Regions from separate parts of the Rattus norvegicus genome. Here region 2 is linked to region 1. Evidence: chromatin contacts called from public Hi-C data. All regions are on one chromosome and are shown on one strand. Each heading gives the region's core, a stretch centred on a gene start, on an enhancer-like site or on the middle of the called end of the contact. The rest is flanking DNA. Distances are from core to core; before and after follow the strand shown.

Evidence for each region. A called contact is a pair of places that touch in the nucleus more often than the background predicts.
Region 2: a contact with region 1 is called in a Hi-C map of psoas muscle, with 4 times the contacts expected there. The contact joins the promoter of Zfp503 here to the enhancer-like site in region 1. A contact is called at or near these places in 6 of 12 Hi-C or Micro-C datasets (the A7r5 cell line, Schwann cells, kidney and 3 more).

Annotation. Positions count from the first base shown.
Region 1 is chr15:1,273,926-1,280,782 of GRCr8, forward strand. Lrmda (leucine rich melanocyte differentiation associated) reads right to left here. Exons shown (of 7, transcript NM_001109441.1): 7 at 1,214-1,354. The coding sequence ends at 1,275. Among named protein-coding and RNA genes, the nearest start is that of Trnat-agu13, 630 kb to the right of the region's middle. Within about 2 kb of position 3,461, at least 19 of the 93 cell types and tissues checked have an H3K27ac peak or open chromatin away from gene starts, as enhancers often do. A contact at or near this core is called in Schwann cells, where this site is marked.
Region 2 is chr15:2,358,377-2,365,233 of GRCr8, forward strand. It overlaps Zfp503 (zinc finger protein 503), which reads left to right and starts at 4,074. Exons shown (of 2, transcript NM_001107250.1): 1 at 4,074-4,834; 2 at 5,523-6,857. The coding sequence starts at 4,526.

The DNA.
Region 1 (6,857 bases), core at 2,211-4,710:
GAGTGTCTGAGTACCCAATGACTGCCTCACCATTAACAACCCTCTTGCTGTCTATAACTTGAAGGGATTTTTGGAGGATCTGCTGTCTTAGTTACGCTACCCAGTGAAATGAACACACAGCATACTATGAAAAGAAGGTATGTCAAGGGCAGGAAGACTTTCAGATGCCTTTTAGAGTGGCTTAACTGGGACAATTGTAGACAAAAATGACAGCCCTTGGCTAGTATGGTTGTGCTTGCTTTCCTGTGATATCAGTGCCAGCAAATGACCACAGATAGAAGTCAGATGGGTCTGACTTCTGAAATATTCTGAGAGAAACAGGAAACCTTAAAGGTGTGTTTTCTATCAAACCTGTTTGATCTGCTGGGTGGTTTCTACAATCTTCCATTTGTTTTCTAATCTTCTGGCCCATCATACCATCTTTCCTTAGCTCACTACATTTAAATAGCATCCAAAGGGCATGGCAGCCTGTTCTTTTAGGGTTAATATGGCTGGCCATAGGCATTGCTGAACATATATGGTAAAAACCAAAAGAGAATCTCTGGTGTTGCCAAACACTTGCCAGGAAAACTAACCCTGGGACATGTTCAGGACAAGTAGATTTCGAACAACCACAAGAAAAATGCTTTTGCAGTCAGGGATTTTGGGAAACTCAGGAATTGTACTGTGATACCACCCATAAACACATGACTTGCTTGAGAAGTTGTGTCCTTGAAGGGTTATGTATGGAAACTCATTGTCAATGATAAAAGACGATGTTTATGAACTAGTTAATATAATGCCTACTCTGCCGTCTGAAGGGATAAAGAGGATGTGTCCTTTCTCTGCACCAGTGGCTACTCCACTGAGAATAAGCCCAAGGGCTCAGTGATATCAGAGGACTTGACTCAGAATGCAAGCCCAGGAGAGCTTCTCTCACTATACCACAGCTTGTGAGCAAGCCTGAGGAGGCCCCAGGTGCGACCCCTGCTTGCCTGTGAGCAATAGAGAGACCAGGCAATCTGTCATGGTGTTCCTGCTGTCAGCCCTGGTGCTGCGCCACTACTATCTGTCACCCTGGTGGATGAGACCTGCTTAAGGGGCAATCATGTCAATCTCTCTGTGACCACTGAGTCTAAGGGAGGTAGATGACTGTGACAGGCCTGGCAAAGTAGGCACAAGGTACTGAAAGGCAGAAGTCACAGCCTTCTTAGAGAGACAGGAGGCAGCCTGTGGTTTTTCTTGCTTTTCCATTTTATTGTCATGAAATCGGCTAACGTGTGCAGAATTTAGCTTCAGAGCTGGTCATCTCGGATGAACCTGTTACCCTCTGAGTTTCTTCCATAGTACAAATAACGACCTTTCCCCAAGATACCTGTAAACAGAAAGGAAAATCATTACTGGTGGCACAACTCATATAGTTCAGAAATCCAGTTATTATTACAGGCATGCATGATGATTGCTAATTTGATGGGAGGTAGATTAAGATGACAAAGACTGTACCTTTTGGTCCATAGAGTTGACCTTGTATTGAAATGTTACTACCAAGTATAGAGTGCTAGAAATAACAGCTTTACGTGTGATTTCTTTGCATAATTAGAAATTTCCTAATTTGACAAATGGTTCCCCAAAATATAGCATGATTCCCACCCCCCCCAGATTTCCTCAGTTTAGAACTAAGAATAAAAAATTAAGTTTAAATTAGATGAACCTAGCCCAAGCGAAGGCCACAGGATAATCTTTGTAGAATGTGACTATCTTGAAGTCCTTTATTGGAAATCAATATTGTTGACTTCCAGAGAGAATTTTCAAAATCCTGGGGTCTTCAAGTCCATGCTGGGTGATTAAAGAAGAGAGGCTGTGCTGATTGAAGACTGTACAGACAGTAATAAGTGCCATTGACATTAGATGTCCCCACTGCTAGGCACCACATTGAGGTTGAGGCAACTCATCTCTCCTGTTAAAAAGATCTTGATTTTCATCTTCAATTTCAATTTTATATATTCATATATAATTTCTGGCTCTTTATGAAACTTTCCTGTCCTTCATGGTGGTTGTGGGACACTTCATTATGAAGCACAGCATTAGAAGAGGGGCAGATGCACTAATCAACTCATCCTTACATATTACATATACCCCCAACAAAATGTCCTATGCCTGGAGGTGCATGCCTGTCACCCTAGTACTTGGGTGGATAGTAAAATGATGGTGAGTTGGAGTCTAACCTTAGCTTCATAGTGAGACTCTTTAAAAAGAGAAATCAAGAGCCAAGGCAGTAACTTGGAAAAATAGTACTTGCCTAGAATGTGGAAGTGTCTGGTTTTGATGCTCATCACTACAGAATAAATATCCAGAAGGCACCGGCTATAGTTAAAAGTCTATAAGATTATTTTAAAAAGTGTTCCCACAAGAAAATATTTATAACTTCTGTTGGCCAACGTCATCCTTTTTTACCATCCTTTTTTTTCTTTCCAATCTTAGAAGAACTACCCTAAAATTCTCTTGCATAGAGTTGCCTGAGGACAAATGAGACTTAAATCTCTGAAGTACACAGGAAACAAAGAAAGGAAATAGTTATAAAAGAACAATGCATGAGCCACACCCCTGCCTGTGATAGTCACCCTCTGTGCACATGATTCGTATTTCCTCAGATTGGCGGTGTGATAGCAGTACTCAGCACTCTTCATTGATCTGAGATCAGCCATGTTCTCCACATGACATGCTAGTGTTACAAACTTATACACTTTGTGTGTGTGTGTGTGTGTGTGTGTGTGTGTGTGTGTGTGTGTATGTATGTATGAATTAGTGTGCGTGTATTGTAGTAGGTATGTGGATGTGGGTATGTGTACGTGTGTATGGATGTAGGTACATGTGTATATGTGTGTAGGGGGATGGGTATAGGTGCATGTGTATTAGGTATGTGTACATGTATATATCTATGGAGGTCACAGGTTGATGTCAGTTAACTGTCTTCCTCTTTTTACACAAATACCATCTACTGGGTTGTTTGTTTGTTTGTTTGTTTGTTTGTTTTGTTTTGTGTTCTCTTACTGGCCTGGAGTACATGGATTTGGATTTGGCTAGACTGGCTGACCAACAGGCTGCTAGGTTCCTTCTGCCCAGCTCTATCTTTGAGAATACAGATGTACACAGCTGTACACTGCCTTTACTTTATATGGGCACTGGGGAATCAAACTCAGGTTCTCATACTTGCATTGCAAGTACTTTTTCAATGCACCTCTACATTCCCTAAACTTCGTTCTTAAATAAGGATTAAAATGTCATGTAGAAACTTTTAAGGGTAGTGTAGATCTGCCCTGCATTGGATAATCAGAGGCAAACTTGAAAATTACCCAGGGCCAGGAGCTCTCGGAGTTGGAGGAGGAACAGGATGACATCATTTGGGACCTGGCTCTTTTCTTGCTGTGTTGCCATAGACGGCTTTATTGTGGGCTTCTCTTCCTGCTTGACTTGGCTTTCCTGTCCCTCCACGTCCCTAGTCCCCAGTTTCTGGTTTTCGGTATTGGTCTAGTGCCTGGAAATACTGAGCTTGTGTGAAACCTCACTCAGATCTTTCTTGTGACCCATTCTTTCAGCTCTTGGCACAGAGCTGCTCCCTTTATTGTATTTTGTACTGCCTAGAGTTGTGCTGACATCATCATTAATGCCAGAACCCTGGTGGTCTAAGGGCTGGGTTGGTCACATTCTACCTCCCTCAGTGGCTTGGATGAGTATGCCTCAGAGGCATGGGAAACCCCACAAAAGACTTAAAAAGGTCTTAAACCTGGCTGATTCAAGCAACCCTCAAAAAATCTGGAGGCACAGTACAAAGGATGTCAATTTCTTTCTACGGTACCAGTACAGCATGCGTTTTCATAAAAAGATGGGGATAGGGCTGCCAGATATTGTAAGGAACACAGTCCTTCTCATGAGCAAACTGCATGACAGGCAGTCATGTGCACACACACACCGCTGTCTACCATGGCTGCACTCCTTTTCATAAACTTGTCTGCACATTTGGGCAGTCTATATCTTTTCTCTCCATCCTTCTCCATGCTGAATTTCCACTCTAGACGCAAACAGATGGAAAACAGTGTTCCTGGAACATAGGCCTGGGATACATTCTGAGCCATGCTCACACATTTATGGTTGGCACTGATAAAAGTCCTTTTTAAGGCCTGCCCTGTTTCTTTAGGCCTGGAAGCAAGACTGTTTATAGACATCCTGGCGAGAGAGGGCTGTTTGATGAATGCAGGAGGCAGCGGCTAGGTGTCAGCACTTGGAAAATGAGGCAAGGCCGTGAGTTATTAATATTGTCAATGATCTCTTGATGGGAAAACAGATACTGCACTCACTGTCAGATTTAAATAGACATTGAGTGCGTTAATGACAAAAGGGCAGACTTCAAACAAAGGGGCTGTGTGCTGGGAAGCCGACTTGGTCTCTGGGCTGGCACTAACCTGATCTGAAAAGACACTGTCAGGACTGGAGACAGGCCCAGGATTGTGCATGGTGACAGAAAACAGAGATGCTGACAGAGATACCAGCGCCATATTATGCCAAGGACATCCAAGTACTGTCTAGGACTCTAACGCAAGCTGACATCACTTCCTAACATGCAATCCTTTTTCCTCTGCTCCTGAAGTACTGGCATATTTCTTCTACACATCATTCCAAAACTAGCCATGCCCATCAAGCTCCTGGCAGCTTTGGTCTGTGGGAGCTATGGGGTCAGGGCCTACAGATAACCTATCTCACCCTGGGCTGTGCAGGGGATGACATTTCCTCATTGATATCTGGATGGCTTACGGTGACCAGAGGACTGATGTGTAGTTAAACTCTTGTAGGCTGGGGCTGCTTTGGGAAGGCCCAGGGGTGGCCTGGGCAACCCCAAATAAAACCTAGCTGCTGGTGTTTTCCTGGGGATGAGGGTGCTCAGCCTAGAGACATACAGATGATTAAATTAAGCTAGCCTTGTCCCTCATACATTCTCTGTGGGAGCCAACAGTAGGGAGGCAACTACTCAAAATATTTGACTTTTGGACCTTAAAAACAAAAAGAAGACATTAAGAAGGGAAAAGGGAGCAGCCTGGTACAAACCCATATGTGGCCAGAGGACTTTTATTTATCAAGGAAGTCATTTATGAAGTCATAGTTTTGATCATATGGGTAGCTCCTGTCCCCACTCCAACCTTCTTCCTCAACTAGAAAAACTGCCCAAGGCTGTGAAAAGCTGCAGAAGGGGCCATTTGTTTGCACTTTGTATTTTCACAGGGAGGTTCTCAGAGGCTGGAATTTGGGATGTGGTTGTGAGTCAGTAGGCCGTAGCCTCTGACACATCTGCAATGGATTCTGTTTATCTCCTCAGACTCCATGATTGCAGAAATGGATGGAGACACCATATTTAGTGGCATGCAGAGTGTTTTTAATTACAACACAAGGCTTTGGCCATAGTGAGGCAGGCTGGCTATATATCAGGCCAATGTGCAGATGTCGGTACGGGGGTTTTTTTGGGGGGCTCTGAAAAACGGCAGTGCACTGTCCCCCGGGGGATTTTCTCCTGCCAGATGAGACTCCTAATTTTTCTTAAGTAGCCAGTTTTTCCCATCACATAAGCTCTTAAAGCTATAATTATGAAAAAAATGCGTGGGGGAAAATCTGTTTTAAAGAGGTCCTTTATCTTTTCAATGCTCCTATCCTCTGCACTGAGTGTTCTGATTATGCAGGTTTGCACTGCCTAGTGAGTGGGAATAGGCCTCTTTTCTTAGATACCCACTGTAGTGACAGGGACCATTCTAGAGACATAGCTGGGGTGGGGATCCTGGCATATCCCTCTACAAGTCCAGTATAGATTCCATCCTGGCTTCTCATCCTACAATCTGTCCCTCATGTCTATTGGCCACGGACATTGACCCCTTATTGCCCCTGTCTTTCCCATTTGTAGATGAAGACAAAGATAACCATGGCAGGTCCTTTTGAATTGTGAAATAGGCAACATGGTACTTTTAACATTACTTTTGTGAAGTGGGGGCATTGGGTCCTTATTTCCTATGGAGGAGGTATGATCAATGTGACCAATTATACTGTTAAGTCTTAGGATACATGTATTCATATCCCAATAATATAGCACCAATCAGAGTACTGAGTTTGAGTCCAAACTCTTCTGTGGATATGTCAGCAACTCAGAGTTCATATTCCCTGTTGGGAGTGCTGACCACCAACAGCCCTATATCTCACTAGCTTTGATATAATGCCATGTCTCCAGAGACTACCCCATCAGAGTGTTTGAGTTTACTTTTGATGCAGATCAAACCACTAATTTGTAAAATAGAAAAATGAAGTCTTAACCTTTTTGATACTTGTGATAATCACCACTTTAAATGTTCTTGTCTTGAGCATGAGTGTAGTGCCACACTGACAAGGAGACTATACTCTGACTGTGGCCACGTGACACTTACTAGACAGTGGCAAAAATAGCAGAACAGAGATCTCTAATATCTCAAAAGAAAGGAAGGACACAGAATTATGTGGTCTTGGCAGAAAATGATGGCATGTTCTGAAGAGGGAGAGAAGGCCTGTAGCAGAGAAAGAAAATGTAGCAGTAGAGTCCCTCTGGGCCAATGTGGAAGTTTCTAGAACAAAATAACCATGGGATACTATGTAAATCCATATCCTTCCTCCTCCACTTCCTAATAACAGAGTATGGTACAGGGGAGGTTAGGCAATCTGCTAAATACATTTAGGAACTTACACATACATATACACACACATGTACATGCACATATCTGCATGTATATCTGCATAAACATTTTAAACAGATCCTATCAAATTTGTAATTTTTAGTCCTGTATCCTTTTATCTTAAACCTCTGATATGAC
Region 2 (6,857 bases), core at 2,824-5,323, 1.1 Mb after region 1:
TATGAGTACCATGTAGAGATTTATACATGGAACAGGGGGAGGGAGTAAGGCAATAAGAAATACTCCCTGACAACTCGGAAAAAGAAAGGAGAGAGGAAAAAGGGAATGAGGAAAGGTTCAGAAAGTCAAAAAAGGAAAGGAAAAACTGTAATGGAAACAAAAAGAAGAGTGGAAATTTTAAAATAAGCAGAGTCAAAGAGGCGAACCCAGAAGCGTGCGGGCTATGCAGAAGTCCCTGGACCAAGCCGGGCCACAAGTCCTGTCCGGCCTCAAGCCTCGCTGGTTTGAAAAGCTGTTGAGCTTGAGCGTGACCATCACCTCAGTGGCCCCTGTAGTCTCAGGCCTAACTATAGTCTGGTGGGGAACGAATGGGTCCAGCAGCCTCAGCTTGCTCTTCCCCTCACCCCTCCAGAGAGATTGCTAGGCGAACAGAACCTGGGTGTAGAGACCCCTGGGGGCCTGCGCCGGTCCAGGACTCTTATGGCGCTCTGGGCCAGGCTTTCCAGCTCGCCGGGCCTGACCTGTCAGGCGGATTATCTTCGAGGGAGATTAATAGGGGAGGCGGGCTGCAATAATAATCGTTTTGTTTGATGTGACAACTCTGATAGGCGTTGATTTACTTACAAACTGATAGGCTTTTAATTGAGCGCCTCTGCCGAGCCAGAGATGAAAGGGAAGCGGTGGTGAAAGGCGGCCCGCCTGCCCTCCGGCCTCAATACTGATTAGCCATCTCGACAGTGAATAGTTCAAGGCATTTTCAAACTTTTTTCCTCAGCTCTCTTCCCTTCCGCCTTCTCCCCTCCACCTCCTCCTCAAATATCTGCCATGCCCACACCTTTTTTTTTAAGAGAGAACAAATCATGTCCATTGTGTGCAAATAAAATCCGCAGGACATCCAAGCCAACCACCTCTAAGGGTTGGAAGCATTAGGCCTAGCCTGAAGTAATTAATAACTACCCCCCCAACTTCCATAGCTTGCTCAGCCTTCAGGGATTTGGCCTCCCTTGAGAGGTGCGCGGGGTTAGATGCTGGGGCCTCTCCAAAGCCCGGGGAACGCAGACCCCCAGCCCCCCTCCCCCCGTGCGCTCTGACCTTCCCAGTTGAGTTTTAACGCGGCCAGAGCTCACCGAATACGGCGCATACCTGTGAGCGCGCGTAATGTATGTGGGACAAGAGCTATTCCACGACTCTAACAGTCTTGAAGAGTTGGAGTGGCCTCCCTTGAACTGCCCAGTGCAATGAGAAAACTACTGGAATTGGAGAAAACGAGACACACTGAGTCTAGAAACTGAACCCCGGAGCGAGGGAGGACACCCCAGGCCTGCGCTCGCTCCTGCTTTCCTGAGCTCTGTCCACAGCGCCAGCGTTCAGTGTCCGGGCCTATCATATAGGCCAATATAGCAGGTGGCCCAAGGCCTAGCTTGCTATGCTGGGACCACAGGAGCTGGCCAGAGGGTGACACCTTCACAACTGAACAATGAGGGACACCGGCCGGCGCTAACACCCGCAGGCTACAAGCAGCTTCAGAGACTTTGCCCAGCAGTTTGGTGCTGCCATTCTGGCAGACTATAAGCTGGACTCTTGTCTCCAGAGACCATCCAGGCACCTTCACAATAGTGCCTGTAATCTTGCCATAGTCTCACAGACTTACCGTTCTCAATTGTCGCCGGAGCATCACAAACCGCCGGTATTCTTAACACACACACACACACACACACACACACACACACACACAGCCCCAGCACAAACCGCCTCTCTTCTTTCCAAATTAACATTAACCGAGTTACCATCCCATTAACTTTGCCAACCTCAAGAATCAAGGAATAAAATCAAAACTCTGTGAAAGAATACTTACGAGAAAATTATAAAACCTTCACCCCAGAAAGTTCGTGAGTGAGAGACAGAAACATAAGGGAAAGGGGGACTGGAATGGTGGGAAAGGAATAGGCTAGCAAACCGAAGGAAAGTCCCCAACCAGCCCCCTGAGCGTACCCGGTTCAGCTCAGGGTGTGCGGTGGTCGGAACCCGGTCTCCAGGCTGGGCCCCCGCCCCTGCGTGGGGCGCAGATCCGCTTCGGGCTCCTAGCGCTCCCAGCACCACCATTTATCAAAATGACTTGACAACAAAAGAAGAGCTCTGCGGAAAAGTGGGGGGTGGGGGTGGGAAACTCAAAGTCTCCCAAGTCCCTCTGAGCAAGGGGGTGTTTCCTCTTCTCACCCCCTTCTACTTTCTATGAGTTTCTGGAGGTGACTCGGGAGCGGACGCTACAAAAGTCCAGAGAATTCGCCCAGCGGCTCACCAGTGCTTAGGCACGAGTGCACCCAGATCCAGGTACAAGTCAGCAAGCACAGCGCCTCCCCTCTTCTTTCCAAACAGCCCGAGTGACGGCGCAAATCGAGGGGAACGCCGAAGTCCCGCTCCGCTTGCCTGGAAGAACCGGTTCCCACAGGCGAGAGGCAGAGTTCCTCCCTCTCGAGTTCCTTCCCTCTCCTCTCCCCGTACAGGTCAATCCTGTCTGGACGGTCCACTTTGTCCCGTCGAGCTGCACGATATAGTCCTGGCTCCCAGGACTGTCGGGATGGCGAGCGGAGGGGAGTGGCGAAGGACCCGGGAGAAAAAGAGAGCGAGCCTGAGACCTGTTTGCCTATGCACATGGTCAGGCCTCTTCCCTTAAGCTATTCAACTCTCGCTATGAACTCGGGTCACAGAATTGAGGAGGGTTATCCCACAAGTAACCTCCAGAACTCGGGCTCTATTTGGTGATGTGGCTCTTTAGAAAGAAGTTGCCCGAGTTTGGGGTCAGAATGCTACCGAGGTCGGCAGCTGGACATCCTCAAGTTACGTGCCTGGGAGGGATTATGCCAGAGAGGCGGGAAACCTCCGTGTGAGACGTCGCCTCCAGCGCCGTTCTTAAGTACCAAGCAGACCCGAACTGGGCGACCCGGGTTGACCGAAGCACCCAAAGGTGGAGGGTGTGTCTGTCTGGACAACCGGAGAGGGAGTGAGCACATCCCAGGCCGGTGCGCTGGACTCCGCGTCCGAGATGCACCTGCGCACTTTACTCTCACTATTTCATTTTCCTGACAGTGGACGCCTCTTTCCCCTTTCTTTCTTTTTCTTACACACCCTGCGCGCGCGCGCGCGCGCGCGCACGCACACACACACACACACACACACACACACACACACACACACACGCACGCACACACAGGTCTCAGCAGGCTGCTGCTCTTCCCCCTCCTTCAGCTCCTTCTCTGTCTTCTTCCTTCTCTGTCTCTCTCTTTTTCCCTTCAAGTCTCACCCGCCTTGTAATCAGCAACAAAAGCTGACATAAATCACGGGCAGATTGACAAGAGCTGACAAATAACTGATTGATTGCGGTCGAGGCACATTGACAATTGATGGAGGGGTGGAGATGCCCAGAAAAAAGGGGGGTGCGGGGGGGGAGAGTAGCAAGAGGAAAGCAAGAATGGGGGGACTGAAGTGTGAAACAGGGGAAACATGTGACCCCCGCGCCTGCCCCAATCTGAGCGTCCTCGGGTGTCACGTGACCGGGAAGGGCGGAGAGCCCCGCGCACGTCGCGAGGACGAGCAGCCACCGCCTCCGTTGCCCTTCTAGCTTCTGGTTTCTCTGTTGCTGAACCTCCAGAAATCCAAGCGGGCGGGCAGACTTCCTGCAGCATCAATTCTCCACCTTTCCTTACCCGGGTGGCCGCGCTACGCGAAATCTCGATTTCTGAAAAGAATTTTTTGTGTACAGGCCCCACTCATCCCAGGAGTTGACTGTTCCGCAGGTATCCACACTCCCGCCAGCATTTCTTCTTCCGAAGTCTCTTAACTCCCTCGCACTCCCTCCCTCCAAAGGTTTCAGTTTGTTTTCTTGCTGGGAAAACGAAGAACGACGAGGAGAAAAAAAGAAGGAAGGCGGTAGATGACAAACGTAGAATAAATGTCCAGCTCGTCCGGGTAGCGAAATGGAGGGAGGGGACAAGCCGAGGGGCGGTGAAGAGGGAGCTGCCCATTAAAACCAGCTCTGAGAGTCCTGGCGGCGGCGGCAGCGGCGGCGCGGGACGCGTCACATCCCCTTGACCCTCCAATCACCTCGGGCTCCCATTTGATTGGAAGGCGGCAAAGGCTTTAATCTCCCCCTCCGTGCAGCTGCTTTTGAAGTGAGTTTCCTCGCCAGAGCCCCGGCTGGACAAGCAGCGGCTCACGTCGCCGAGCGCAGCGCCGGCTCGGGGCCGGAAGAGCGCAGCGCAGGGCACAGCCCGAGACAGACACCGCGCACCGCGGGGGCACTCCCGCAGTCCATCCTGCTCTTCTAGCCCCGCCACGGCTCCCCTGCGGGCCACCCAGGATTATTCGCTTCTGACTCCAGGCGGCGAGAAGGCGCGCGGGGCTCCCGCGTCCGCCGCGCCAGCTCCTCCTCCAGCTGCTCCCGCTCCCGGGGCGAACGCGCAGCCCGGAGCCCGCCCCGCGCGTCTCGGAGCCCTCCCCCCGCTGCTCCCATGCACGCGGGTGGGTCATGAGCACAGCGCCCTCGCTTTCTGCCCTAAGAAGCAGTAAGCACAGCGGCGGCGGCGGTGGCGGCAGTGGCAGTGCGGACCCTGCCTGGACCAGCGCGCTTTCTGGAAATTGCTCCGGCCACGGCCCAGGCTCCTCCCCGGCCGGCAGCACCAAGCCTTTTGTGCACGCCGTGCCCCCCTCTGACCCCCTGCGCCAGGCTAACCGCCTGCCCATCAAGGTGCTGAAGATGCTGACGGCACGGACTGGCCACATTTTACACCCAGAGTATCTGCAGCCCCTGCCTTCCACGCCCGTCAGCCCCATCGAGGTAAGGACCTTCTCTCAGGGTGAAGCTGGGACCCCTACCAGGGCTGCCTTCCTGTAGGGTTTCTTCCCCCCTGGGATCTGGGGCGCGCGGGGTGGGGTGGAGGGGCAGTCGGAGTGATTCAGCTCTAGGATGGGAGGAAAGGACAGCGCTTCCCCAACCTTAGTCGGAAAAGGGCAACGGGATGAAATTGGGTGCAATTTCTAAGGGGCAAAGCCACACAAACTTGTCCTTTCTGTATTAAAGTCCCTATGTCCCTAGCCCTCCCCCATCGGCCCCTAGGCGGACAGGGGCCTGTATACTCTTCCAAAGTCGCCTTCCTCCGGCTCTCCGAAGCGAATATATTTACACAGCCTCGGAGGCGCCAACCGCTCAAGCCCTTACTCTTTAGAGTCAAGGCGTGTGTGCGGGGAAAGAGGGTACAGTTCTGGGTGTAAGGAGATGAAAACCAAAACATTTGGGAGAGATTGTTTCCTAATCTAAGTAGTGCCTAAAGAATGCAGGGAGGATCCTAGAGCGGTCAGGGGACTTTGGCATCTTTCCCATGGAGTGGGGTGCCGCTTAGAATTGCGCCTCGAAGTTGAAATGCTTTTCGCGGGCTGTGGCCGAGGGCAATAGAACCTTAAGTGCAGGATTCTAAAGGGTTTCTCTTTCTTTCTCTGTGTGAACCCCTCCCCATCTGACTCCGCAGCTGGACGCCAAGAAGAGCCCACTTGCGCTGCTGGCTCAAACATGTTCGCAGATAGGGAAGCCGGACCCTTCGCCCTCTTCCAAACTCTCCTCGGTCGCCTCCAACGGGGGCGGCGCGGGTGGTGCAGGCAGCGGAGCCGGGGGCGACAAGGACGCCAAGTCGGGCCCCCTGAAGCTGAGCGACATCGGCGTGGAAGACAAGTCGAGTTTCAAACCTTACTCTAAACCCGGCTCAGATAAGAAGGAGCCGGGAGGCGGCGGCGGAGGCGGCGGTGGCGGCGGCGGCGGCGGGGGTGTTGCTGCGGAGAAGTCAGGATTCCGGGTACCGAGCGCCACCTGCCAGCCATTTACGCCCAGGACAGGCAGTCCCAGCTCCAGCGCCTCGGCCTGTTCGCCGGGAGGCATGCTGCCCTCCGCCGGGGGCGGCCCGGAGGGCAAGGACGACAAGAAAGATCCGGAAGCTGGCGGCGGTGGCAGCAGCAAGGGCTCCGGGGGCGCCCCGGCGGACGGGGTACCTGCCGGGCTGGCGCATGGCCGGATTAGCTGCGGCAGCGGAATTAACGTGGACGTGAACCAGCACTCCGAAGGGGGTCCAGGAGGCAAGGCTCTAAGCTCGGACTGTGGTGGCTCTTCCAGCTCCAGCTCGGGTTCGGGTCCCAGCGCACCCACCTCGTCGTCGGTGTTGGGCTCCGGTCTGGTAGCCCCGGTATCTCCCTACAAGCCGGGCCAGACTGTGTTCCCTCTACCCCCCGCGGGCATGACCTACCCAGGCAGCCTGGCTGGGGCCTACGCTGGCTACCCGCCCCAGTTCCTGCCACACGGTGTGGCGCTCGACCCCACCAAGCCTGGCAGCCTGGTAGGGGCTCAGCTGGCAGCGGCCGCAGCCGGCTCTCTTGGTTGCAGTAAGCCAGCGGGTTCGAGTCCTCTGGCTGGGGCATCGCCGCCATCAGTGATGACAGCCAGTTTGTGCCGGGACCCATACTGCCTCAGCTACCACTGCGCCAGCCACTTGGCCGGGGCTGCAGCTGCCAGCGCCTCGTGCGCGCATGATCCGGCTGCTGCAGCGGCAGCGCTCAAATCGGGATACCCGCTGGTGTACCCCACGCACCCACTGCACGGCGTGCACTCCTCACTGACGGCTGCCGCTGCTGCAGGCGCCACACCACCCTCCCTAGCCGGCCACCCCCTCTACCCCTACGGCTTCATGCTCCCTAACGACCCGCTCCCCCACATCTGCAACTGGGTGTCCGCTAATGGGCCGTGCGACAAGCGCTTCGCCACGTCCGAAGAGCTGCTGAGCCACTTGCGGACCCATACGGCCTTCCCAGGGACAGAC